2 separate regions of the Sus scrofa genome follow, and region 1 is linked to region 2. Evidence: chromatin contacts called from public Hi-C data. All regions are on one chromosome and are shown on one strand. The core of a region is the stretch at or near the end of the contact, and the rest is flanking DNA. Distances in the headings are between cores, read along the strand shown. Region 1 overlaps DGKZ (diacylglycerol kinase zeta). Region 2 holds the start of ZNF408 (zinc finger protein 408).

Region 1 (7,198 bases), core at 3,875-6,374, 330 kb before region 2:
CACTAAGTGGCTTTGGGTCCTGGTATAAATTTCTGAGTGTGAGAGGCCAGGTTTGGGAAGTGTTAGTTTGAGTAATGAGTGAGCATAATTGTGCGTAAGAGACATGTTTGTGCTGCGTATGGGGAGCACTGTGTGACTTTTGTTCCCGTGGGCGTGATTTGGGAGAGCCAAGGGGGTAGGGGTGGAGACTGAGTAGCTGTGATGGGCACAGGGTGTGCAAGAGAGAGGTGTTATTCCTTGTAGATGTGGGAGGGGAGGTGGTGACAGCCACCCTCGCGAATGTTCACTTGTGAGCATGTAGGCTGTTTGGTGAGGGGAGGGGGGCTAAGAGGAAGGGAAAAAAGGTTGTGTGTCTGGGAGTGCGCAGTCCGGGTGTGTCTGACTGGAGATTCTATCAGATCCGGGTGGACCAGCCGCCGGTTTGTGGGCGGGGCCTGAGTATACCCCGCCCCTTCTCGGCCCCCGCCCTCTCTGGAGGCCCAGGCTGGTTGCGGCGCGGCCAGCGGCCGGCAGAGGGCGCCGCGGGCCGGTGCCACCGCGCAGCCGAGGGGGCGTGCTTGGCGGCGGGCAGGCAGCGGCCCGGCCAGCTATGCGGGGTCCTGCGGCCGTGGCTGGCGGCACTTCCTGGAGCGGCAGCGGCCGCTTCCCGGGCACCTGGGCGTGGGGCGCGGGGGCGCGCGGCGCAGGGCGGGCGGAGCGAGCGCGCGCCATGGCCGCGGCGGGCGGTGCGGAACCGGCGTGGTGAGCCCCGGCCGCCGGCCCGGCATGGGCGTCTCCCGTGGGCCCGCCGCCGGCCGGGGCTAGGGCCGGATGGAGCCGCGGGACGGCAGCCCCGAGGCCCGGAGCAGCGACTCCGAGTCGGCCTCCGCCTCGTCCAGCGGCTCCGAGCACGACACCGGTCCTGAGCCAGACAAGGCGCCGCGGCGTCTCAGCAAGCGGCGCTTCCCAGGGCTGCGGCTCTTCGGGCACAGGTGAGCGGGGCGGCAGCGGGGCGGGCACCGCGGCACCCGGCGAATACCGTGTCTGGCATCGGGAGGCATTCCTCGGCCACCTGGTAATGCCACCGAGCAGAGTCTCCCCGGACACCAGGCTGTCTTAGCGTTGCTCTGCGTGGCGGTCCTCCACCAGTGTCCGGGCACTGGCACCGAGCTGGGGTCATTACTTGGCACCGGGCAGCTTAGCGCGCCTCCTCTGTGGTACCGAGGCAGGGGCGGCTTCCAACTTTCCAGCAGGGAGACAATCACCTTAACTCTCTGGCACCAGCAGGCAGTGTCCCCATGACTGGTCACGATCCCTTCTTTGGCACTGATAGAACACGGCCCCCTTCTGAGCTTTCTGGCCCCCGTGAGGTGGTCGGTCACTTAATCACCCTGATCCTCTATGTGGCCGGGTTGCCCACCACCACTGCCTGGCGTCTGCAGAACATGGCCTCATTGGTACTACCCTCACAACCCGTCTGCCCTGGAGCACTGGTCACTGCCTTGATCGATTAGCATTTTAACCTTCTCCTTGGGGTTGAGGGTACCTGGTCACCTGTTTTACATGACTCTTAATTAGCAGGGGGACCTCAACCTCTGCTCTGTTAGGCAGTGGGCATCTCTCGACCTACCTTGGTCTAGTCCTGCTGGGAAAGGGATGGGATGCTGGCTCTTCAAGCTCCATCTTGCCCGCTCCACCAGCACGCCAAATGTCACCATCTTGTGCCTGTGATAGGGCTTTGACCAGGACTCTGGTGAGGAGCTGGGGGAGGGTGTGGAAAGATTGAGTGTGGGCATGTGTGCTGGCGCTGGCTGGGAGCTGCTTCCTGCCCGTGCACCCTGGCCTAAGGTGAGGGGAGGTGGAGCCCCATAAGTACGCCACCTGGCTCCCTGGGCTCTTTCCTGATTTACCCCGTCCTTCTCCTCTGGCCTCAGAGCTTGTAGCCAATCAGCTCAGGACCCCAGAGCCAACTCAGACTGGACTCTGACCACTTGGAGTCTGCCCAAAGCCTCCCTCTCACTTTTCTTTGGTTGTCCAGGTTTCATGGCAGTTGGCAACCCACCCCCACCCCCACCCCGAGCTTTGTCCTGTCCCTTCCTGGGGCTGACCTCACCTGCCAATAACATGGGCACTTTTTTCCTGTACAGGTTGGCATCCCTGTAGTGCTGACCTGTGCCCTCTGCCTGCCTTCCCCTAACCAGGGCCCTGCTCTTTGCACCTGCACTGTGTCACCAAGTGCAAAAACCTGGATCCTCACACTGGCAGATGGAGCTCCGTAGGCCCTTGTGAAAGCCTTGTGGGCTTCAATGTCATATAAACAGTGCAGGGAGCAAAGCTTCTCCTACCTCTGTTTTGTCACCCACAACTCTGCAAGAGGGAGCAGTTTACACCCCGCTCTGCAGGATGTAGCCTCCAGTGTTCACAGGCTTGTGAGGGGGAGGGAGGGGCTCCACCCGAGGCTTCCTGTCCCTGCCCACAGGGTACCAAGTGTTGGGCTATTGTGACCTGTGGCTATGCCCCTTCTGAAGGGCACAAGTTTGCACATGTAGCGGTAAATCTCAGGCACATTTCAGAGGAAGAATAAGAAGCAAGAGAACGTCAAGTACCTTTACATAATTCTCTAAAATAAGCAGAATAGGCGTTATTTCTCCATTTTTATAGATGAAAAGAACGCAGGCTCAGAAATGACTAGTTTGCCCGGAATCACATAGCAGGTAAGAGACAGAGATCAAGTTCGAACTCATATTAATGATTCCAGAACCCACATCCCTTTCTTCTAAACCAGGTTCCCAGACAGAACATCGCAGTGACCTCAGGAGCTTTAGGAAATACAGATTCCTAGATCTTACCCTTGGTGTGTCTGACTCACTGGGTCTGGAGGTGGGGCTGGGCGTTTTGTAAAGCTTCCCAAGTGTTTCTAAGGCACCACCAAATTTGAAGGACAGCATTACATCACTCTGGGGATGGCAAGTGATCTGATAGGATGCGTAATGAGAAGAAGATCAAACAGCTCCTCTGAAAGTGTGTAAGGAGTGTCCCCGGCATAGTGGCATTGTGCTGGGCTGGTGGGGCATTCAGAAATGAACGTATTTGGAAAACCTAGGAGAGTCAGAAAGAGAGCAGTGGGAGGAAAGACGTCTCCTGACAGGCCTGGGTGTGTGGAGAATCAGATGTCCACGGGGGCTGATCTCCCGCCTCTTGCTTTGATTGGAGCGAGGGGAGAGGCAGATAACTTGGGATAGAGCCCCTGTCTCGGCACTGTCCTTTTGATGCTGTTTATTTTGTCCTGCCACCTCTGCTGGTTGCCAGTCTCAAGTAAAACTCCCCAAAGCCCCAGCCGAAACCAGCCCTCCGCCTTCCACCTGGCCCCCAGCTCATTCTCAGCCTGGCTTGCCGCTCATTGGGCAGCCACCCTCTGCATCTTCCCCATCCTGCTCCCCTCCCCTGCCCCCTCCCCACCCCAGACACTCAAGCCTTGGAACTGAGGGGTCTGCTAAGCGAATAGACAGTGGCTGGAAGGGAGGATGACAAATTGGTGGTGGCTGCTGAAGCTGTGTTGAGAATACTGCATTTGGATCTTGGTTCAGTGGTCGAGTTCTAGAATCTACTAGCACCCTCTCTCACAGGCTTGGGAGGGGGAGCGATGGTACACGGGCCGCATATTTGCCCCTCCTGGTGTGGTCAGAGGAAACGGTCTCTGAACGGCAGCCTCCTTGGCGTCTTCCTTAAAGAGGCCCTTCCTTAAAGCCCACCTCAGCCTACCCCATCTGGCTTCACCTTCTTAGGAATGGGGAGCAGTTTGCCATCTCCCCTGTTTTGTTTAGCCAGTGAGACACTCAGCTGAGCCACGCTCCTCCCCAGCTCTGTTCCACCTTGCCTGTCCTTGCTGGGAGCCATCAGCCCCTCCCAGATGAGAAGGCCTAGGCCCGGCCCCACCCAGGACAGCTGGGTTTCCCTCCATCTTCACCGTTCCGATTCTCTTGGCCTGAGGGGTGGTCAGTTGGCAGTGGAAGGGAAGTTGACTCCCTCTCCCCCTTCTCGTCCAGGGCCCACCTGGGGAGGACTCCCTCAGCCTCTGGCCTGGTTCCAGCAGCCTGACCCTGGGCAGGTCACCCAGCTTGTGGATTAGCTGGTTTTGCACCCCAGGGACATCGGAAATTCCCTGGCACTCACACATCAAGACAGACGGAGCCTCAGCCTGCAGGGCCCCTGGGAGCCGGAGTGTTGGCTCTGCCATCCCTGCCCTTCGTTAGTGCTTAAAGTCATTTATTCCCAGAGGGCAGGAAACGCACCTGTAGAACAAGTTTGAGACAATAGGTCCCATTTAGAGGTGATGCTATGCAGGGCTCACAGAGCATAGTCCTGAACCCCAGTACGGCAGAGGGTGCCCGCCAGGCAGCCTGAGCGGAAGCAGCCCCGGTTCAGGCTGGTTTTGCAATAATTGTGAGGGACGTGTTGAGGGACGCCTCACGTTTGGAGGCGAGAACCCCATCTGTGGTGCCAGGGTGTCTGGGAGCAAAAGACACCTCTTTGAGTGGCTTATTTTGCTGAGGCTAATTCTGGGAGTCAGCCAGGTGGCCAAGAGAGGCAGGTGCAAGTCGGAGTCTCTGGGTTCCCGCCAGTTTGGGAAGAAAAAGGGGCTTCCATGGCGACATCGTGTGCCAGCATGGAGCCGTCCAAGACTGAGACCCGGGGTGGATCCCGCAGTCTTCCCTCTGCTGGCTGCTGGCTGCCACGCACCTGCCAGTGCCTCTGGCTTATGGGCCAGGGGAGGGGGCGGGCGGCTCTTGTCATTTTTCTCTGAAAAGGTCAAATCTCGGGATGTGGGATTCTCTCTTGGCAAATGAGAGCAGGAGAGTGGGTGTCCTCCTAGACAAGGACAGAGGAAAGGCTGAGTGACCCTGGGCAGCTCGAGGCGGGGGAAAGGGAGAAACCGGCCCACCCTCTTCCACCTCCTGGAGCCCTCTCCAGATTTTACCAGGCACCCACCACCTGACGGGAAGGTGACTAGGCGTTCTGGTCCCTAGGAGAAGCAGAGGTTGGGTCCCAGGACCCCCAGGAAGGCCAGAGGGTTTTCAGGTCCACAGCTGACTGGGCACTTGCCCTGCAGTATCGCTAGAGCGACACGAGGGGGCGACAACTACCATCGTGGGGAGGGCGGTGAGCGGGAGCCATCCCCTTTCCACCCAATCCACTTGTACCAAAGGCCTGCAGTGGGTAGATCCACGCACACCTCCTGCTGCTGAGCTACCTGATACTCCGGCTGCCAGGGCCGAGTGGGTCAGGGGGCAGCAGAAGGCAGGCTGGGCGTGAGCTACATCACCTGGCCCTCCCCGACCCCCTCTGAAGATTGAGGCCAAGTGCAGTGGCCTTGGCTGGGCCAAGGTCTCCCAGCTAGCTAGGGGTTATCTGGGACTTCGGCACCAGCCCCCCAATTCCAGGATGTTGTCAGATTATTCCGCATCACAGCGCCCTGAAGCCTCCCCTCCACCTTCTGACCTGCCTGCCCCCTCCCCCCACCGCCTCTCCTTCCTGAGGCCGCTGCCACGTGAATAGTTCTCTAAGTCAGCATGCGGGGAGGGGGGTGGGGTGTGGGTAAGAGGCCCACCCGCTGCACCTGCACCCAGGCTCCCCAGCTCCCCTCATTCCTGGGCGAGATGAGCAGGGTGCACCTCTGGGTGGTGACAGGCCCTCATTTCTTGCCCCCCTAGACTGCTTCCTCTGTGTTTCATGCATGGGGCCCGTGATGCCCTTAGGGTGTCAGCCTCACTTGAGGCCTGCAGTGTGGCTCCCACCCCCACGGTTCTCAGCACACCGCCCGCCTGGCACTCCAGTCACACGTGGGAGCCTTGAAAAGCGTTGCAGGTGGAAAGGGGCAGGCAGAGCAGTGACCAGCTGCCCTGGCAAGCTAGCATTCTGCCATCTTTCCTCTTTTGCTCCCCTCCTCAGCTGAGACACCAGAGGCAGAGCAGGTTTAAGTGAGACCGAGGGCTCTGTGGCCCAGGGGGAGGAGGGAGAGGCTGAGGAGATGAGCGCTCCCACCCCCTACACTCCCCCACACCCAGGTGAGTGACGTGCCAGCTCCTCTTTCTCTGGTTATTAACAGGTGCCAGAAGCTGGTAAATCCATCAGTTTCATGTAATACTCTCAACAATCCTGTAGTTGGTTTTATTCCCATTTTGCAGATGAAACACCAAGGCCTAGAGGGGTCAGGGGCCTGACCTGGGGTCATGCAGCTCACACTGGAGCCCAACCCAAGTATCTTTGCAACACCAGGCATCCCTACCTCCTAGCACGCTTGTCTTCTGTTCTTTTATTTTCCCATCACCAAACTGGTGGCACCTAAGAAGGTCTTTGAGAGCTCCTTGAAATGGAGAGATCTTTGTCTTGTGTGAGACTAGAGCAAGGCCCTTGAGGTGATCTGCACCCAGACCCCAAGGGAGCAGTGCCACCAGGACCCTGGCTGGAGGGAGAGCAGGGCTGAGCTGGGGGAGGCCCTTGAGTAGGGAGACGGGGGTTGTTAGCCAGTGGTCACATGGCTCCCTGGCTGGATCTGGAGTGGAGGAGCCAGTCTGGGACCTTTTATCTTGCTTTCAAAGTGCAAGGAGCTGATGACTCAAGGGACATGTTCAAAGGAGCGCCTGATGTCACCCAGGGGTCAGTGAGTGGCCTGTGGCCTGGAGAGAGGTGCTTAGGAGGACAGCCCAGCGCACCAGGCCTCGAGGTGAGAGAGGTCTGAAGAGAGAGGGAGGGCCTACGGGCCCCCACCCCCCCACCCCCGCCGGACCCGCACGCCTGGCAGAGCGCCAGTTCAAAGCTCCCACAGAGAGGCCTCTCCCCTGCCAGGGCTGAGCCAAAATAGCTGTCTGGGAGCCTGGGCCTGCGCCACCCACGCCCCAGCATCTCTCGGGTTAACAGCTTGCCTGTCTCCCGCCCCCCCTTCCCCAGCTTGCTGACATTTTGCTGAGGCGGGGGTGGTTGTGAAAGGGGGCAAGCTGGTTCCTGCTCCCCAGCCCACACAGACACCCTACTGACACAACCTATCACCCACTCGTCCTCCTCTGAAAGGCATCCTTTTGGGGGAGACCTTCCTTCTGGCCCCGCAGACATGGGGTTCCTCCTGTGAGACAGGGTCAGGAACCCTCGGGGCTCCATGCTGCTGCCAAAAGCCATCCATGGAAGACCCAGGACGCCGGGTGGGAGCTCTTCTCCCTCTGGG
Region 2 (7,839 bases), core at 2,361-4,860:
CAGGCTCAGGGTCAAATCAGAGCTGTAGCCGCCGGCTTACACCTGAGCCACAGCAACGCAGGATCCAAGCCACATCTGCAACCTACACCACAGCTCATGGCAACACTGCATCCTTAACCCATTGAGCAAGGCCAGGGATCAAACCCACAACGTCATGGTTCCTAGTTGGATTCGTTAACCACTGAGCCACAATGGGAAGTCCTGAGCCACAGTCTTGACCCAAGCCACTACTGCAACAATGCTGGATCTCCAATCCACTGTGCCAGGCTGGGGATTGAACCTGTATCCCAGTGCTCCCAAGATGCTGCCGATCCTGTTGCACCACAGCAGGAACTCCTGGGGGCTGGTGTTGAGGATGTGGCTGCGTGCAGCCTGGACATGGCAACTTCTGCCCTGTGTACTAACTAGAAGCCACTCTCCCTCCCTTCACAAGCTCACCATGTGTGAAGGAGGGGACTTTCAATTCAACCCACTTATCCAACCCCAGCAAAGAGGCTGCCCTACGTCTACTGCATTCCTGAAGCCCCAAAAATGACATATATGGTCAGAGAATCAGCAGGACAGATAAAGAGTACAGACAAGACCCAGGCGCAGGGAGGGAGAAGAGGGGAGAACTGTAGGCCCAGATCCAGACCCTGAACACCTCTGAGCGATGTGACAACCTCTGCACACATCACAGCCTGCCAAAGTCTCTGGATGGCAAACCGGCTCCCTATTTACCTAGCAACAACTTAGCAACAACTATCCTGTTACCAGGGCAACCACACTGATTCAGTGGCAAAAGCTGTTTCAAGCTCCTGAGCCAAAACTGAGCAGGCCAAACAGCCAAAAACAACAATTTCTTTTTCTTCCTCTTCCTCCCTGTGGCCTTATCTGCTACACTTATTCACTGCTTACCACCAAAACACAAGTTCCTTCCCCAAACATGAACATGTCCCTCTCCTGTTTGGGAATGCATTTCTCTCTCTCAGTGAGTGCTGCTATATGTCCCCTCACCCTAGCTCCCCATTCTGTTTCTTTTTTTTTTTAGAGCCGCACCTGCAGCATATGGAAGTTCCTAGGCTAGGGGGTTGAATGGGAGCTGTAGCCACCAGTCTACCCACAGCCACAGCAACGCAGGATCCGAGCAATGTCTGCGACCTACACCACAGCTCATGACAATGCTGGATCCTTAACCCACTGAGTGAGATCAGGGATCGAACCTGCATCCTCACAGCTGAGCCACACCTGAAGCAACCTTCAGTCTAGAGGAATCCACGCCTGATTCAGCCATAAGCTCCTCCCCACATTTAACCGGGAGGCTGTGAAGGCTCCCCCAAAGGGACCCCCAGCTGGGTGACAGGCACAAATTCAGTAACCCTCTCTGGACCTGAGCCTTCTCTCCATCCCTTCTGTTCAGTTACTGCCCAGACACCAAAAGCTCCTTCAGCCTTGCCCACAACTATTCCAGAAGTCTTTTTGCACACAGTGGGTGCTTGATGAAGTGACAAAAAAATAGAAAAAAGAAAAAAAAAAAAAGGCAGGGAATGAGATACACGGAGAACTGGATTATAGTCCTGACTGATTTGCAAAGATGCTGGGCAGTCCTTTTCCTATCTAGGCTTAAATTTCCTCATCTATCTCATCTATAGAAGTGAAGACTCCTCCCAGAAATATAATTCTCCAGCATTCTAAAATACTTGTGCTGAAGGGAACAACAGGATTAGAAGGGACAGCTGGGAGCTAAAGTATGTGTGAGGGAGGGAGAGGGACACTCTAAAAGGGAGACAAACTTGAACTCCACCTCTTCCAGTAACTCTTCTATTTTGTTAGTTCTTCCAGAACTGACCCCTCCCCCACCCTATACGCTCCTTTTCCAGCATAACTAATCACAGTTGCTTCCACCTCCCAGCCAGCCTGGCCTCTCTCACTACCCTCCAGCCCACAGCTGTTGCCCCTTGTGAGGCCAGAAGCTGAGCTCCCATTCAGTGGGAAGGGGGAGAGAAGCTAGTGCAGGGAACTTCTAACATAGAGTCACGGAAATGAAGTATCCTGGCTGCCTAAGACTCCTGTCACAGTCCTGCTTCACTCTGCAAAATATGTCTTACTCTCAAATTAACGTTTCTCTTCTCAGGAGATAAAATATGTACCTTTCCTAAATCCTTCAAGACTCACTTTAGGCAGAGGTTTTACCTTTGGGAAGTCCTGGAGTTCTCTGGAATTCTGATGAACTGTCTGGACTCATTCCCCAAAAATCAGCATACTCATGAAATCTTGCATGAAATTTTAAGGGGTTCACAGACCCTCTTAGAATCACTGTTTAAGAATCCCTGACCTGGAGTTCCCACTGTGGCGCAGTGGGTTAAGAACCTCACTGCAGGGGTTTGGATCGCTGTGAAGTTCTATCCCGGGTGGGAGCAGTTGGTTCAAGGATCTGGTGTTGCCACAGCACAGGTCAGCTACTGCTGGGATTCAATCCCTGGCCCATGGAACTTCCATGTGCTGCGGGTGTGACCATTAAAAACAAACAAACAGCCTTGACCTACTCAAAATTACATCTGGCACAGAGTAGATGCTCAGTCATTTGCTGAATTACTGAAGGAATCAATTTGTATCCTAAGAGGAAAAGGGAAGCAACCACGATGAACTGGATACAAATTATCTTTTCACATCAGCACCAGAGAAGTACAGTTCCAGAAATGTGAAGACCAGAAAAAATAAGAGTCATACAGTAAAGTCAAGATTTTAATCCATGTCTATCTAAGGTGGTCTCTTTGTGCAGGTCAATCCTTCAATACTTCTCTTAAGTGACTGTCATTCATATGATTCTCAAAGTTCTACAAAAGGGCAAAGTAAAGCTTCTCTAAACTCCTCCAAGGAGAACTGAAATAACTTGAAATCATATTCTCTGGAATTGTGATAGGCCTCCTAGTTAGGGCTCCAGAATTGCAAAAATGCAAACCCCACAATACAAAGCAAGCCTTTCAACTACAATCACGTTTGCATAAAGCCTCATGGTTCACAAAAACCGGATTGGGTGCTACAATCCTGTCTCACAGGTTAAGAAAGAGACATGAAAGCGTGGCCTAATAAGTAGCAAGGTGGAACACTTCGCCCGAATTTCTTGTTTTAGCACTTCCCCAGATCGGACGAGGGAGACTTCCCCTTCCCATGAGTTTACTCGATGACAGCGAGCGAGAGGCCAGGAAGAAGCCAGCAAAAGAAGCAAAGTCCTCTCGCTGCAGACCCGCGAGTGGGGCAGAATCCCGGCAGCGGGAAGGCCAGGTTCCCAGGCCCCATTCCACCCCTGCTCCCTTCCTCGGATCCGCTTGGATGCTCCCCATCCGGACCCCATCCCTTCAAATGACCTGGCCAGTCCTTTTCCTTCCCGCCCCGCCCCCAACCTCCCAGGCAGAACTTGCACCCCGCAGCTCACCGTGGTCGGGTACCGCTCCCTCTGCCACGCCTGTCAAAGATCGGCAAACATCCGGCTCCGAGGTGGAACGGGAACCGCCCCCTCCCTGTCTCTTCACTCCCAACCACTTCCGCCACACCTCCAACCCACTTCCGACCCGCTGCCCGGTCCAAACATGGCCTTTCCAGGATCCCCGCCCACTTCCTGTACGTGCTGCTCACGTGCCTCCTTGGCTGCGGTGGAGTAGAACCGTCCGATTCGTCCCTCCCAAAAGGAGGCCCTGGAACAGTTAGTTCCGATGTTCCGGGTACTCGAATCTCTGGTGGACCTCCGGAATCCTTAGCTCGTATTCTTCTCGGACAGAGATTCGCCTCACCAGAATTCCCAAACTCCTGGTCTTGTGCACCAGTTAAGGCTGACTCTTACGATTCGTTCCCGAGAGGAAATTTGGGTGTCAATGACTGTTTCCGGGAGGAGCCTAGAAGGTGACACTCACTTCCGGCGGAGGGAGGCTTTTCGATCCGGGATGGAGGAGGCGGAGGAGCTTCTCTCGGCGAAGGGAAGACTGCAGTTCGGTGAGCGGCCTGCGGTGTCTCCGACCCTCGGCTCAGATATTCCTGACGTTCTCTGGTCAACTCTTATCCCCCGACCCTTTTCCTCCCGAGCCTGGCATCCTCCTCCGGTGCCCTCAAAATCTCGGGGGCTTCTTTTAAGAGCCCTCGAAGTCCCTCAGGTCTTTTCGGGGCCCCTTAGAGTCTTTATATATCTCTCAGACTCTTGAGGCCTAGCTGGACCTAGGGTTTTCTCCCTCATCTTTCCCCACCCCACTACCTCTTGGGCGGCTTCCTCACTTCTTCACTGTCTTCCTCTCTCGCTGCAGTCCCCGGCCCACGCCTGGACCCGGACTCAGGATGGAGCCCTTCCGGAGAAGGCTGTGCACAGGGACCCAAAGATTTCCCAGCCAGACCGACCCGAGCCATCCTCGCTCTAAAGAGCCTCCCCCGGGGCTTGGCCCTAGGTCCCTCACTGACCGAGGAACAGCGCTTGGGGGTCTGGTGTGTCGGGGAACCCTTGCAGCCGGGACTGCTCTGGGGACCACTGGAAGAGGAGTCTGTCTCTAAGCAGAAGGGTGATGCAGCGGAAAGAGAGCAAAAAGAGGTATTAAGGGATCGGGCATCTCCCTTCCATGATTGAAAATTTAGTTCAGACATTTCTTGTTAGAAGATGCAGAGTATTTAAAGGGATAGGAGATGGTTTGGCCCCCTTCTGTCCAGGACTGTCTTTTCTCCTTCCTTGCAGTAATTAAGAGGTGCAAAAAATTGTTAAAAGCTGAATTAGTAGAGTGTTAGCAGTTACAAAAGTCAAGAACAAAGGTTTTGGGAATTAAAAAGCCCCTGGGATCAAATCTCAGCTTTGTCACTTAGCTGGTCAGATGGCATGTAAAATAAAGGAATGGCTCTTTATTTTAATCCTCCAGGATTATTTGGAGGGAAAGGTGAAACAGCACAGGTAAAAGATTTCATTGCATAACTCCTGAAAAAATTTTAAATTTGAGGTACCTCTTACTTCTGTTTGGTACTCATTGAAAGGAAGTAATATGTTCAATTCAGTAATTTTTCACACTTTGGGAGGGAGGTGTGGGGACAATTTTTTTTTTTTTGGCCTTTACTGAAGGAAAATTCAGACAGTGCAGTCTACAGAGAGGCAGAACCAGAGACCATTAACCTTCCAGGGGGCTTCATCTTAGGTCTGTGTTGGGAGCAATTTCATCAGGTGTTTTTTTTTTTTTTTTCTTTTACGGCCACACCTGTAGCAAATGGAAGTTCCCAGGCCAGGGGTTGAATCTGAGATGGAGCTGGGGCCTATGATACAGCCACAGCAATGGCAGCCCTGGATCCAAGTCCCATCTGCAAACTACGCAGCAGATTACCGCAACGCTGGATCCTTAAACCACTGAGCAAGGCCAGGGACCGAATCCTCATCTTTCAGAGACAATGTTGGGTCCTTAACCTGCTGAGCCACAATGGAAACTCCTTATATCAGGTTTTGTTTGTTTTGCCCTCAAACACATGAGAGAAGGACTTTTATTGGTTTATTTCAGGACGTGTCACTAGACCCATGGGGAGATGTGTGTGCTTGTGAGCAGAGTTCAGGCTGGATGAGGTAAGTTACAACAGAGTATGTTATGAAGATGCTCCCTTGAGGCTTTGTTTTGTGGCCTGGGTTGGAACCAGAGCTAACTGTAATTCCCCACCCAAGGGCCTTTTGCAGTGTGTGTTCAAAAGGCATAAGATCCGTTAAGACTCAGACTGCCCAGGAGCAGGGGCTTTTAGGCAGGGCCACTTGCTTCAAGAGGGTCTCCTGAGCCAGCTCTTGCTCTGCTTTGCAGTTTGGTGCAGCGGGGCAAGCTGGAGGGTGAGGGAAACGTGGCTCCCGTGTGGATCAGCGAGAGGCTCCACCTACAGGTGTACCGGGTTGTGCTGCCAGGTTTCGAGCTGCGGCTGTGGCCCCGGCCTCCCGCTGAGGGCCTGAGCCCCAACCAGTCCAGACTAGAGGAGGAGGCAAGCATGGCTGGGGTGACAGAAATGGAGTCTGTTGTACAACAGGAAGTAGCCACAGAGGAAGATGCAACAGAACCTTGCACAGGTATGTGTCAAATAAATGCTGACTTCCCAAATTATCACCTGTTGATTAGACAAAACAAAGCTTATGGCTCAAGAAAGGAAGGGAGAACAGTATTCTGAGGAGGAAAGGAAAGGCCTGGATATTTATTGAAATTTTGAAGGCTGGTATAAGATGGATTTTTCAGTGTGGCATGGGAGTGGGGCTTGATTAGGATTGAGTGAGAATCATGCCGTAATTCTTAGGATTCGTGGACACAGCGAGACTAGAATTTTTAGGGAAGAAGTTCAGAAAATTTTGGGGTATAAAATACCATTTGATGCTTTTTACTGAAGAACAGCGGGTCTTAGGATGAACAACATAGTTGACTCTTGAACAACACAGGGGTTAGGGACACCAGCCCTCTGGGCTGTCACAACTCCTGAGTGTGACTTGGAGTTGGCCCTTCACATCCAAGGTTCTATATCCATGGGCCCCATCTATAGATTCAACAGACCATGGTTGTAGAGTGCTGGGCTATTTCCTGTTGGGAAAAAACCCATATATAAGTGGACCCATGCAGTTCAAGCCTATGTTGGTTTAAGGGTAAACTGTATAGATATTTGCAAGTTGTATCTTCCTGAGTTGTTTCAAGGAATAAGAAGCCCGCATTGTGGAAGACAGCAAGCTAGAAATAAGGTTTCCAGTTTGTGTTCTTCTGTCTGGGCTGGGGCTGGGGGTTCTTTTATTTTCAGATGAGCTAAAGTGAGGAGGTGGTGGTCTCAGCTCATCCTGAGTGCATGTCTCCAGAGGGAGGGAGAATACGGGTCCTCTGGGATGGTCTTTCTCCAGGGATTATCCACATCGTTCAGAGTGCTGTGGTCTCCCGGGCAGCCTCCTCAGAAGGTACCTGAGACTGGACAGGAAGATAAAGGGAGTGTGTGGCTCATGTGCCGGGGGAGACGGCTGTCACTGTTCCCATGCAATTCAGGGGTTGAGGAGGAAGAGTCATGGGTTGCTGTAATTCTCTGGTGAGACCACTATGACCACATGCTGCTTCTCTACTAAGCCCAGTACCCCACTCTTGCCTAGCAGACCCTGGTGTCCAATCACCCCCCAACATCCAGGCAGAGAGTGTGGTGAGCTCCGGACTTCAGCCTCAAACCCAGGACCACGTTTCCAAGGAGAGCCAATCACTCGGCCCATTGCCTGAGGACGGCAGCGTAGATGAGGAGGTCCCACCCCAGACACAGATGTCACCTGGACCTCAGAGCACCTCCGCTCCCCAGCAGGGCCCTGAGAGCAGTGAGGCCACTTCCTCGTCTTCTGCCAGGGGCCCCCAGCTGCGTGCTCACCTGGGCAAGAGGTTACGAAGCCCCAGTGATCAGCGCCCACCCAGAGTGAAGACCTCAGAGCCTGGGGCCCAGCAGACTGGAGAGCAGCAGCACCCTGGCTTCCCTGCACACTTGCGGAGCCCTCCTGGCTGTGCAGGAGGCTCCCCAAAACAGGGGCGACGATACTGCTGTGGGGAGTGTGGCAAGGCCTTCCTGCAGCTGTGCCACCTGAAGAAGCATGCATTCGTGCACACAGGCCACAAGCCCTTCCTTTGCACTGAGTGTGGCAAGAGCTACAGCTCAGAGGAGAGCTTCAAAGCCCACATGCTGGGCCACCGTGGCGTGCGGCCCTTCCCCTGCCCACAGTGCGACAAGGCCTACGGCACCCGGAGAGACCTCAAAGAGCACCAGGTGGTGCATTCAGGGGCCCGGCCTTTCGCTTGTGACCAGTGTGGCAAGGCCTTCGCCCGCCGGCCCTCCCTGCGGCTGCATCGCAAGACACACCAGATG

The links. A called contact is a pair of places that touch in the nucleus more often than the background predicts.
Region 1: a contact with region 2 is called in a Hi-C map of liver, with 4 times the contacts expected there. The contact joins the enhancer-like site here to the promoter of ZNF408 in region 2. A contact is called at or near these places in 1 of 5 promoter capture datasets (liver), 3 of 47 Hi-C or Micro-C datasets (heart right ventricle, liver and skeletal muscle) and 1 of 2 datasets of contacts at active chromatin or transcription factors (alveolar macrophages).

Annotation. Positions count from the first base shown.
Region 1 is chr2:16,157,562-16,164,759 of Sscrofa11.1, reverse strand. The region is part of intron 1 of DGKZ (diacylglycerol kinase zeta); the gene reads left to right. Among named protein-coding and RNA genes, the nearest start is that of DGKZ, 15 kb to the left of the region's middle. Within about 2 kb of position 5,124, at least 26 of the 83 cell types and tissues checked have an H3K27ac peak or open chromatin away from gene starts, as enhancers often do. A contact at or near this core is called in alveolar macrophages, where this site is marked.
Region 2 is chr2:15,830,320-15,838,158 of Sscrofa11.1, reverse strand. It overlaps ZNF408 (zinc finger protein 408), which reads left to right and starts at 3,610. Exons shown (of 5, transcript XM_003122824.6): 1 at 3,610-3,969; 2 at 4,275-4,552; 3 at 5,496-5,557; 4 at 5,784-6,040; 5 at 7,091-7,839. The coding sequence starts at 3,852. It overlaps ARHGAP1 (rho GTPase-activating protein 1), which reads right to left and starts at 3,874. Exons shown (of 13, transcript XM_003122825.5): 1 at 3,416-3,874.